Linked DNA regions of Xenopus laevis: region 1 is linked to region 2. A link is a contact called in public Hi-C data. All regions are on one chromosome and are shown on one strand. The core of a region is the stretch at or near the end of the contact, and the rest is flanking DNA. Distances in the headings are between cores, read along the strand shown. Region 1 has its middle 30 kb from the start of pck1.L. Region 2 has its middle 6.8 kb from the start of rbm38.L.

The links. A called contact is a pair of places that touch in the nucleus more often than the background predicts.
Region 1: a contact with region 2 is called in a Hi-C map of the XL177 cell line, with 5 times the contacts expected there. The contact joins two enhancer-like sites. A contact is called at or near these places in 2 of 4 Hi-C or Micro-C datasets (the XL177 cell line and the XTC cell line).

Annotation. Positions count from the first base shown.
Region 1 is chr9_10L:14,009,829-14,015,487 of Xenopus_laevis_v10.1, forward strand. No RefSeq gene overlaps it. Among protein-coding and RNA genes, the nearest start is that of pck1.L, 30 kb to the right of the region's middle. Within about 2 kb of position 4,118, at least 1 of the 7 cell types and tissues checked has an H3K27ac peak or open chromatin away from gene starts, as enhancers often do.
Region 2 is chr9_10L:13,941,634-13,947,746 of Xenopus_laevis_v10.1, forward strand. No RefSeq gene overlaps it. Among protein-coding and RNA genes, the nearest start is that of rbm38.L, 6.8 kb to the right of the region's middle. Within about 2 kb of position 1,513, at least 1 of the 7 cell types and tissues checked has an H3K27ac peak or open chromatin away from gene starts, as enhancers often do.

The sequences.
Region 1 (5,659 bases), core at 2,868-5,367, 71 kb after region 2:
CCTCTTTAAAGGAGAACTAAACCCTAGAAATGAATGTGGCTAAAAATGCCATGTTTTATATAGTAAACTTACTGCACCAGCCTAAAGTTTCAACTTGTCAATAGCAGCAATGATCCAGGACTTCAAACTTGTCACAGGGGGTCACCATCTTGGAAAGTGTCTGTGACACTCACATGCTCAGTGGGCTCTGAGCAGCTGTTGAGAAGCTAAGTTTAGGGGTCGTAGTAATTATCTGTATTAATTACTAATCAGCCTTATATTGTGACATTTCTATTCTATGTGTACTGTATATTGTGAGTGGGTCCCTAAGCTCAGTAAGTGACAGCAGCACAGAGCATGTGCCGTGAATTAGCATAAAAGAAGATGGGGAGCTACTGGGGCATCTTTGGAGACACAGATCTTTACTGCTAAAAGACTGTGGTTGCCTTGGGCTGGTACAGAAGCATAAAACATCATGTACAACATTTCTAACTACTTCTTTAGTTAAACTTTCCTTGTCCTTTAAATGCAAATAGTTTCATTCATCCTTTGAAACCCCCATTACACAACTGCAAAGTCACAGGAATGTTGCTAATGAGCATGTGTGTGACTGTAACTTATAAATAAAATAATCCACAGGCAGTGATTTGCACCCCACTACCAAATAAATCACTCCCCGCTCCTGCTCTGCAATTAGCACTGTGCAAGGGTTTCATTAGCAGCAGCAAGTTCAGTGATACCCGGCTATTTTACTGCTCTGCCACATGAATGTACAGCAGCTCCTTTTGTACAAGTGTCTGCGCTGATGTGCGTAATTAGGGGCATTAAACCTGATACTGTTGAAGGACCCCCCGAGGAGGGAACTGTGTCCTGTGAATATCTCCCAGAGCGACAAGTATTATTTTTCTGTATACACAAATAGAGAATAATTATGATCGGGAGAATAACCCTTAATAATATATATATATATATATATGATGACTGGTTATAAGGAATTGTAACCTGCAGTAAGAGGCAAAAAGTCAGCATCCAATTAACTTTACCCAAGCTTGAAGGGCTCATGTTTTTCAGCTATGGCAGCTCAGTAGTTAATAAGGCCATTCTACTCTTCTGCATTCACTTTATATTGTTACTTGCTTAAAGGGCATCCTACTCTTCCTTTAAACTATCTACTGTATCCGCCAGTTCTGGGATATGGTTCCACCCTTTGGCAAATGTAAGGATATATTTCACATACTATTGGCATTATAATGTGAGCTCTGGGGTACAGGTATGGGATCCGTTATACGGAAACTAAATCCAGAAAGCTCCGAATTACGGGAGGGTCGTCTCCCATAGACACAATTTTATCCAAATAAGATACATTTTTAAAAAGGATCCCCTTTTTCTGTGTAATAATAAAAAAGTAGCTTGTACTTGATCCAAACTAAGATATAATTAATCCTAATTGGAAACAGAACCGGTCTATAGTATTGGATTTAATAAATGTTTAAATAATTTTTTAATAGACTTAAGGTATGAAGATCCAAATTACAGAAAGATCCATTATCTAGAAAACCCAAGGTTCTGAGCAAGGTACCTGTATAACACATTCATTGTACACATGGGGAACACTTGGATTATATTCCAGTGTCTCCCTCTTCCAAACTACTGGGAAATTGTGTTTTTTGGTAATTTTACAGCAACTTTTATTCAAATCTGCAGCTTCCGCTCTCTCCTCCTCCTGTTTCGATTGCCTATTAAACAATGTAGCAATGGTTCCAGAAAGCTTTCCCCGTGATTGTATCACAATGAGAGCCTGGAACATTCTTGGCATGGCTTCTGTGTTCCCTCTCTTGGTCTTGGCATCGCCCCCAGCTGTACAGAAGAGAACAGAAAGGGAAAAACTCTGTTCTGCGAGGGGGTACAGGGGGCTGTAGTTAATTGAATCTTATTTGTGCAACAATATCACCCATACCAGTATCAAAAATCTCCAAAAGTTCATTAAATACCTGAATAAATTGTTCTTTGGGCACTGAAAAGGGTAACATGTCCCTTGGGGTGCCCCTTAAATTAGGACAAACTCCAGCTCCCACCTATGTTCCTCTGCCTTAATCTATTGGGATCTAAGAGGGCAGCTATATAATATGGATTCATATTAAAGGGGACATATACCCAGAGAAATTTCTTGAAAACTAGGAACAAATTTATGTAAATTGCAAAAGTGCTCAGAAGAGCCATTTTACATTCATTTTTATATGAGGGTTTACCATTTTCTTTAAAACTGGCGAAGAAAGGAAAGTCCAAGTACAACCACTAAATTGCACAGAAGAGCTTTGAGCTAGTTTATTTTCATTTTCTGTTCCCATTAAAAATTGCCATATTCTTATGATCATCACTAAACATGATTGCATGAGATAAACTCTACAGAAAGGACAGATTTTGTAGTTGATAATTAAATTTGTACAGTTTAGAGTTGTTGGGATTTAGTTACCACATTACTCTCCATGTCAGGATATTTGAACCCCCTCCTTATTAATTACAACCTTACTGAAGTGAGGAGCTGCTGAATGGCTTAAAGGTTAGGCATGAATATTGGTTTAGAAAATATTTAAATTAAAAAATGAAGCAGTAGAAGAATTATCTAATCATAGGGCTGATGTGCCTTGTTGGCTCAGTTGCTCAGGCCAGTTAACAGTCCCTGATTTTGTCATTTTTTTGTCTCCATTGCTCTATCTCCTATATAATTCTATAATCTTCTCCTCCTTTCCTGTGTTGCCTATAAAGTTGTGTAATATCTTCCTCTGTTCCTCTATATCTACTCCATTCCCCTATCTTCTTCTATATTTCTCTATATCCTATTTGTCTATAATCTCCTCCTGCATTCCTCTCCTATATCTCCAGTTTAATTCCATAATTTCCTTCTCCATTCATCTATCTCCTTCTCTGTTCTTGTTCTCCTACTTAATTCCATCACCTCCATTTCTGTAACGTTCCTTCATCTTCTCCTCTTTTCATCTGTATCCTTCTTCAGTCTGATATGTCCTGCCATTGATTCATTTACATTCAGCCATCTCTTCCTCTTTGTGCCATCTCTTCCACTATCGTGACATCTCTCCTTGTGCTATTCCCCTATTTCCTCCTCTGTTCCTCTGTATCATTCTCTGTAACTCCATGCCCTCTTATTCCTCCATCTTTTCCTCCATTCTTCCATGTACTCCTCTATGCCCCCCTCTGTTCTTCTGTTTTCCATCTTCCATATCTCTTTCCTCCTCAGTATCTTTATGTTCTCCTCATTTCCTACATTTTTAATCCTCCATCTGCTCCTTTGTCCATTGGGCCTCATCTACTTTTCAAAACATTATCAGTAATTCACATTTGCTTTCACTCTGACCTTACTCCCAATGTACTTGTGAATACAACTGAGTCCGAAATGAACAAAGAATTTTAATACTTTTTCAGGGCCACACACAGGAAGGCCATTTCGGCAAACACATGTTTGCATAAGGATTTGGACAGTAGGGGATGATCTTAAAATGTTCTAAATCCAAGGTTGGCAGTATAGAGTGATTTCTCATCAGGGCAAACTACATCAGAGACTTTGTTTCAACCGTAGTTCTGGTTCTTCTGGCTCTTCAGGTCTTGCCTGCTGTGCTTTGTTATTCACAAGTACCCTGTATTGATTTCCATCTATCAACATCTGTTTTTATAATATATAATAAACACAGTAAGTGTTCTTTCATTATGCAAAAAATGTTTTGGGTGAAGTTCCCCTTTAACGACGCACCCTAGTTCATAGGTAACAGTTCATTTTCCAGTTTGCTTTATCTTCCAGTCTTGCATTCAGACTGCTGCGTGGTTCCTAGTGACAGTGGCCCTAGCAACTAGCCAGTTCAGTTTCAAGCAGGAGAGCTGCCTAACAATGACCTCCAAGAAGGGGTTACAGTTATCTGATTCCTATAGATCCAGGGCTGTTAAGGAAGAAAGTCTTCTTTATTCTCCATGTTTCAGATATCACATTGCCTTACTATTCACAGTATTCTACAATGACAGCCCCTTCCCCTAGAAAATGCATTTTACTTTTCCTCTGCATACAGATGTTTTGTGGTGGGCTCTATTAAGAGACAGGGGCTCAGAGCGGTTACCCCTGATTGCACTGGCCCTGAAAGCCATCTGTGTATACAAAGCAGACTCATCCCTCACAGCCTTTTCTCCTTCAAATAATCCTCAGATTTACTGATGTCTCCTAATATGGTCAGGCACTTACCTAAACCCTGTGGGGAGACAGAGCTTTATGAATGGGCTGTGCATGACTCCAGAGCATGAAACTGCTCAGAAATATCTCATTAAACCTTGGCACAGGGCGCGCATGAACTTAAATAAATAGAGAAAGATCCTTCCATCGGCCATAAATTATATGGGGAGAATTAAAAAACGGTTGGAAATTTGCCTTGGTTTCTTCTAAAACCACCTAAGAACAGGAAGGAGCAAGGGAATGGAATTAGAGCCGGTCCCTGAGGTCCCAGCATGCCCTGCAGAACCCAAAGCCATCAGTCAATCCAATTGTAGGATATTGTTTTATTAGGCTCCAGAAAGACCCCCAGTCATTGCTGATAAAACACCCCCCCCCCATAATAATAATTAGGGTTCCTAACCAATCTTCTTTATAGAAAATAACCATTGTTGAACAGGGATATAATGGTAAAGGGCACAATCAATCGTTTTTTTTTGTACCACATGGCACAAGGGTTTAACACAGGGGACAGTCAACATTTCACCCAATTCAAAATTTATTGAACTCGAGAAATCAGATGGTGCCCCTGCAGCCCGCCCATAGCCGGCCAGGTTTTAATACACAGGGAAGGTGAGGATTATTTAAGCAGGGAGAGGAGAGATAACACTCAGCTAACAAAAGTAACAAGGGGTTACTACAACAAGGACTGGCGCTTGGAACTGCAAGATAATTAGCCGAATCCTTTAACTCCTTCCTAGTTCTCTGCAGAGCCGACTAACAGGCAGTTATGCAGGTAAACATTAACGTAAACCTTTGCTTTAAAGGGTAACTAAGCCCCGTATTTTTTTAGTTTAACAACCAGTCTCTCCCCTAACAGATTAACCTAATGGACAAAAAATAAAGTGTACAGCTCTTTTATTACGTAAACCCGAACAAGTGACATACAATGAACATAAACTGTGTGTCTAATTATGCCTAACCACAAGCGGTTTGATAGCTAAGAGATTGAAGGGCCCCCCTCCAACGATGCAGGAAATCCGAAAAAAACTATGGTGGACTATTGAAATGGAGAAACTTACTGCTTTACTGAATAATAGGCTTAGTAAATTTGAGGACGTATGGCATATTTGGCTCTATAGAGAAGGAATGTTACAAAGACAAATATAATATCTCAACCACGGAAAAGGTCTCACTCAACCCCACCCCCCACCTTTTCCTTCTTTTTTCCCCTTTTATAAGGAAATATTACAAATTTGTTAACACATTTATAGGTTTGTACACGTGCTATAATGAGATAGACGAGAATGTCTTTCAGTAAAGATTTTTATTGATGTATATATAAACAGGACACAATATTGCATTCTGTCGTATTTTTGTGTTAACCTCAATAAACAGAAAGTTGAAAAAAAAATAAAAATAAAGTGTACACCCCTACCTGCAGGACGTCAAAGGGGACGGCATGCAATT
Region 2 (6,113 bases), core at 263-2,762:
GGTTACTGCTCCTGGGCAAACTTAGTGCATTGTATTACATGTGGGGGTAAGATTCAGCTAATCTTTTTGGAGTTGACAGTTCTAGAGCTTTACTCTGTTTTGCACCCCTTATACCAGGCCCGGACTTGCAATCTGTGGGTTCTGGCAAATGCCAGAGGGGCTGCTATAAGGTGCCATAGAAAGTCATTATTTAGTGGGCTGGTAGGGGCTGTTTGGGCCTCTGTGTGGGCTGATTGGGCCTCAGTGTACCTGAAATGCCAGGGCCTATTTTAATTCTCAGTCCGGACCTGCCTTATACCACATGCCTATATTGGGAACTGCCCTGGGATTGATTATTTTTAGTAATCAGCTTCTTCCTTTTCTTTGTTCTCCCACTCGTCTGGCTCAGAGCAGGAGAGTCTCATTTAACCCTTCGTGACTGGGGGGCAGCAGCTAGATTGTAAATGGAAGGTGCTGCATAGTCTAGTGCTATGATGAAATAGAGCCTATTTGCTACCAGCTTTTTAGTGCTAAGGTGGCCATAGACTGTCTATGTCAGCATCTAATTGTATAAAGGTCTCCTGATGGCCTGTTTTATCAATATTTTGGCCAAATCACTCTAAGATCCACCAAACTACTGGATCCATTAGTGAACGTCAACTTTGTTGTACCACAGTGGCCAGTTTTGGGTGTTTTGCCCCAAAGAGCAGAGCCGAGTTATTGCCTATAAGTTGAAGGTTGAACTTAATGGATATATCAAGCTCAGGTTCTATGTCCTTTTGTTTGGTGCTATGCCACCAAAGCTCGTCACCCACAACTACCACAGAGCATGACAATAAGAATAAGGGTTCATGAGAAAACCCTCCCTGTTCCAAAAATACTGAGCATCAGTTCAGATTCCAACATCCAAGAGTGTATGGGAAGATGGGGGGGAAGGGGAAGACCCTTTATAGAAATGACGGACCCCCGGCAGCCTGTTCCAAAGGAGCAGCTGGGAGATTTTCACTTGACTTGAGTGCTCGCTCTGAATTTAATAGGCTGCCTTGTGTGAATGTGGCCAGGCACCAGCTCCTTTTATGGAATCCTGATGGGGCCTGTGTGTAAACAAAATAAAATTAAAGGAAAAAAAAAAAGATTCCCCCCATGCAGGGATTCATCACTAAACTGTCAAACTCCTGGGGGTTTGTGTATATTAAGATGAAGGAGACCCGGGTGACCTCTGTATAACAGCCGAATCCTACTGCGTGGCGAGGTGCCATTAATACACTCACAGCCGCAACCTTAAGGCTCCTAATCACATGTTGCTAAGTTCTACAGAGGGGAGTGGAAGTGACAGTGGGCTTTGGGCACTTTATTTTCTATATCTGCCGCTTCCACAGATGCCCAGATATTAATGCTTACCAAACATGCACAAATAACAGTTTGTATGATTTTCTGTGTGTGTATGGTACCCCACGACCAGTGTGTGGATCAGGCAGGTTTGAACATTTTAATCTATCGATGCAACATATGAGCCAGTGTATTGTATATCAGCATCCTGGAGGCTGTTAACCAGGACAAAAAGAACCAAAAAGGAAGGGGAGAATAATACTTCGTATTGCCCCTGATATGCTGTCCGTTTAGCCCATGGGCCATTCGGTCAAATAGCATACCAATTGGCCTGTATAGGGCTGCATTAAGGCTGAAATTAGCCATACAACTTAATTAAACCCTTCTAGTTAGCAGACTAGGACTATCCCGCCAGAAGCCAACCATGGTTCAAATGCAAACTATCACTGTCTTACCCTACCCTCTCTATCTTTCCCTACACTCTTCATCCTGCCCTACTGTCTCCATCTTGTCCTTGTCCTACTGTCTTTCCTTGCTCTCCTGTTTCCATCTTTTCTAGCTGTCTCCATGTTTCTCTACCATCTCCATCTTGTCCTGCTGTCTCTGTCTTGTCCTACTGTCATCATCTTGCCATACTGTCTCCATCTTGCTCTACTGTTTCCATCTTGTCCTACTCTCTCCATTTTTCCCTTCTGACTTTATCTTGCCCTACTGTCACCACCTTGTCCTACTGTCTCCAACTTCCTCTACTGTCTTCATTTTGCCCTACTTTCTCCATCTTGCCCTACTATTTCCTTGTCCTGCGATCTCCTTCTTGCTCTTCTATCTTCATTTTACCTACTGTCACCATTTGTCCTAAAAAAAGAGGGTTGTGGGTGCACTCCTAAAGCCATATAAAAACATATTTAAGTACTATAATCCCCTGTCTAAATGATTCAATGACTATGCAAGTGCATGTATTTTAAAAAGAAAAACAGGGTTTTTTGTTACAAGAAATTGAAAAGCCACCATACCACGTCAAGGTAAACCCCATACGTTGGTCCCTAACATGTTTACCTGTGATAAAATATAAAAGGTCATATACCTCTCTTAACAGCATTACTTGGAGTAAAAATCTCCTGAAGCTTGGTTTCAATCTGTGGACTAGATCCTCTCCCACCTGAATGTGCAGCTTTTAAAAGAGAGACTGCCCAAAATTTTTTTACAAAAAATGTGATTGTGAAGAGAGTATAATAAACCGCCATATGGGGTTTACCTTGGTATGGTGGCTTATCAAATTTATGATCATAACTTTGTAACAAAAAAACGTTTTTCTTATATTAAATACATGCACTTGCATATTTATTGAATTATTTAAACAGGGGATTATTGTACTTAAATATGTTTTTATATGGCCTTAGGAGTGCACCCACAACCCTCATTTTTTGTACCATTTTGTCCTACTGTCTATATCTTGACCTACAGTTTTCATCTTATCCTACTGTCTCCATCTTGTCCTACTGTCTACATCTTGACAAACTGTTTTCATCTTACCCTACTGTCTTCATTTTGTCCTGCTGTCTCCATCTTGCTCTTCTGTCTTCATTTTTCTTACTGTTACCACCTTGCCCAACTGTCTCCATCTTGACCTACTTTTTTGACGTTTTCATCATGTTCTACTTTCTCCATCCTGTCCTCCTCCATCTTGTCTTGCCCTACTTTGTTCTATCTGTTGTCATGTTACCGCTCCAGTATCTTTCATGTAATGTGGCCATTCACTGGCCAATAAAAGCACCAGGATGATTTAAAAATCCTGTTGGATGAGCTCATCATGGAGGAGCTCCCTGTTTTGGTCACTTCTACAATGTGATCTATAACCCTTAGGAGACCATCAGTTTTATTTTGCAGTGATTTCCCCACGGTTATTATGCTGCCCACCTGGCACTTCTGTTTGGCCAAAGCGGCACAGGGCATTTATCCATTCTTTTTATGCAAATTTCTCTTTCCCTGATTAATCTCCAGGACGCATTGGATTTAATGAGTCCCAGATTACACTGGAGGTTACAGTCTTATCTCCAATGGGTTGTGTTATCTTTCCCTGGGGGAATCTAATTACATCTCTGGATAACGATGAACCTTTCTGTATTGTGTGTATTTCAGCCATGTAACTGGGAATGTTTCTATTACATGATAGTGATAGAGTGTACTGCTGCCCAACCATTCCCATAGTAGGGCAATTATCTGAGATAATACATGTTTTATAGGCCAGACTGTTATCAATATGATGAAGTCATACACAGCAGTATGTGGAGCACATAGGCAGGATTGGAGCCAAAAAATACCCTAGAAGGCCAAATCCAGCCCTCCAGTTGGACAGCTCGGATACAGCGAATTTTCCCTTCTTCTGAGGCTTCACGTAGGGTTTTTCAATCTTCCACTGGAATACACAGATGTAAGGCATAATTCACTTTAACCAAATGTTAAACTTCCCTGACTTCATTTTTCAACTTCAGCTACTCTCTCACTGCTGCAGAAGCCATGGGCTGGCCAACACAGGGAAGTAACAGGGGGCCGGGGAAGCCAAGGTGTCAGTTTTAGCACTCTGGACTTTTAATAGTGACAATGAAAGAGTCCTGTAACAATCTGAAAGGTGTCAGTATCCTTTTAACATTTGTTGGGCATTTACATCCCAATTTGATTGCTAGGCTCCTTGCTGTCCCTAGCAACCAGCCATTCACTCAGCATCGACATCTGTATCATGCAATATGTTAATGAATAGTTACCCCCCATGGACAGGGAAGGGTTAATTTCTGAGGCAAGATAGCCCTGCCTGGGTTTGTTTGCACACATGGGGAGGGGTGTGCAAGATGGAGATATGATAACTGTGTCCTACAGAGATGAACTATATGCCCCAAGGGCATTTAAGAAATAAAAAAGGACAGGGCCTTGGGGAGTTGGTGGGAATAGAATTTTGCGACATGAATTCATGAATTTGGAGTTGCAGTTTAAAAACAGCGGCACACGGGGAGATGTCGCCCACAATTTTATATTTTTGCGTTCTGGCGATCTGCATTCTGGCGATGTTCTGCATCTATAGCGAAGCAAAGATTTCATGCGATTTCAGCTCCCAATAGATTTACTACCCATGATGCCACACACTACTTTTCTTTTCCCACAAGATCAATAAGATCGTTCAGTATCGAAAAAATGCTTCAGAAATGGCATTTTAGTAGAAACTTTGTTTTCTCCGACGTGATTTCCTTGGCGTGTTTTTCGTACGCGTGGTTTCCTCAGCGCGTTTTTATTATGAATGGTGAATGGACGCCAAGACGCTGGGACAGAAAAATTCAAAACCGCCGCCCAGGAAATGACGTATATCGTCAATGCGTGAAATTTACATACAATCGTGGCTTCTAATCTCCCGGTGTGTTTTACTATGGTAGATTTCAATACTTGGAAATGGAATTGCTATTTCAGTGAAACATTATACTCATTTGGAAGACAAAATGAACGATTAGTCGCCAAATCTCTCTTTTAAAAATTGCAGCGACCGATCTCCCCACGTGCCACTGCCCTAAGAAGAGCTGAAATTCTGGAGTTGGACCTCCTGGTATAAATAGGAATACTATCACTTATTAACAACTGACATTGTATACAGGATATATTCTAGCGGGCGGGGGAGACATCAGAGGCTGAGGAGACCAGGATCTAATAGTCCAGCTTGGCTTCAGTCTGTATTTGCCAGTCAATGCTGATAACTCCCTGAATAGGACCCCTGTGTGGAGGCTTCAGCCAAAAAGAGAAGGGGTGGGGTGGGGGCAGCCTAGCATCAGGTTGTACCAAACTAGCTTAGAGGGGGAGTGTGAGGCCTTGGTTGAAATGTAGATAATGCCACAGCTATAGACTTATTGGCTCGGTACTTGATTTATATTTATATCTAAAGGCTTCATGGCTGCACGTCTCATAATTCAAAGCTGTCTTCTCATCAGTACAGTATGAGGGTATAGCTTATTGTGTGCCCAGAACATTCCTTCTCTGTATATTTGTATTTATACATATGGGAAGGAGGTACCATATTGTTTCCCTTAGACAATACAGTATGAGGGTATAGATATTGTGTGCCCAGAACATTCCTTCTCTGTATATTTGTATTTATACATATGGGAAGGAGATGCTATATTGTTTCCCTTAGACAGTACAGTATGAGGGTATAGCTTATTGTGTGCCCAGAACATTCCTTCTCTGTATATTTGTATTTATACATATGGGAAGGAGGTGCTATATTGTTTCCCTTAGACAGTACAGTATGAGGGTATAGCTTATTGTGTGCCCAGAACATTCCTTCTCTGTATATTTGTATTTATACATATGGGAAGGAGGTGCCATATTGTTTCCCTTAGACAGTACAGTATGAGGGTATAGCTTATTGTGTGCCCAGAACATTCCTTCTCTGTATATTTGTATTTATACATATGGGAAGGAGGTGCCATATTGTTTCCCTTAGACAGTACAGTATGAGGGTATAGCTTATTGTGTGCCCAGAACATTCCTTCTCTGTATATTTGTATTTATACATATGGGAAGGAGGTGCCATATTGTTTCCCTTAGACAATACAGTATGAGGGTATAGCTTATTGTGTGCCCAGAACATTCCTTCTCTGTATATTTGTATTTATACATATGGGAAGGAGATGCCATATTGTTTCCCTTAGACAGTACAGTATGAGGGTATAGCTTATTGTGTGCCCAGAACATTCCTTCTCTGTATATTTGTATTTATACATATGGGAAGGAGGTGCCATATTGTTTCCCTTAGACAGTACAGT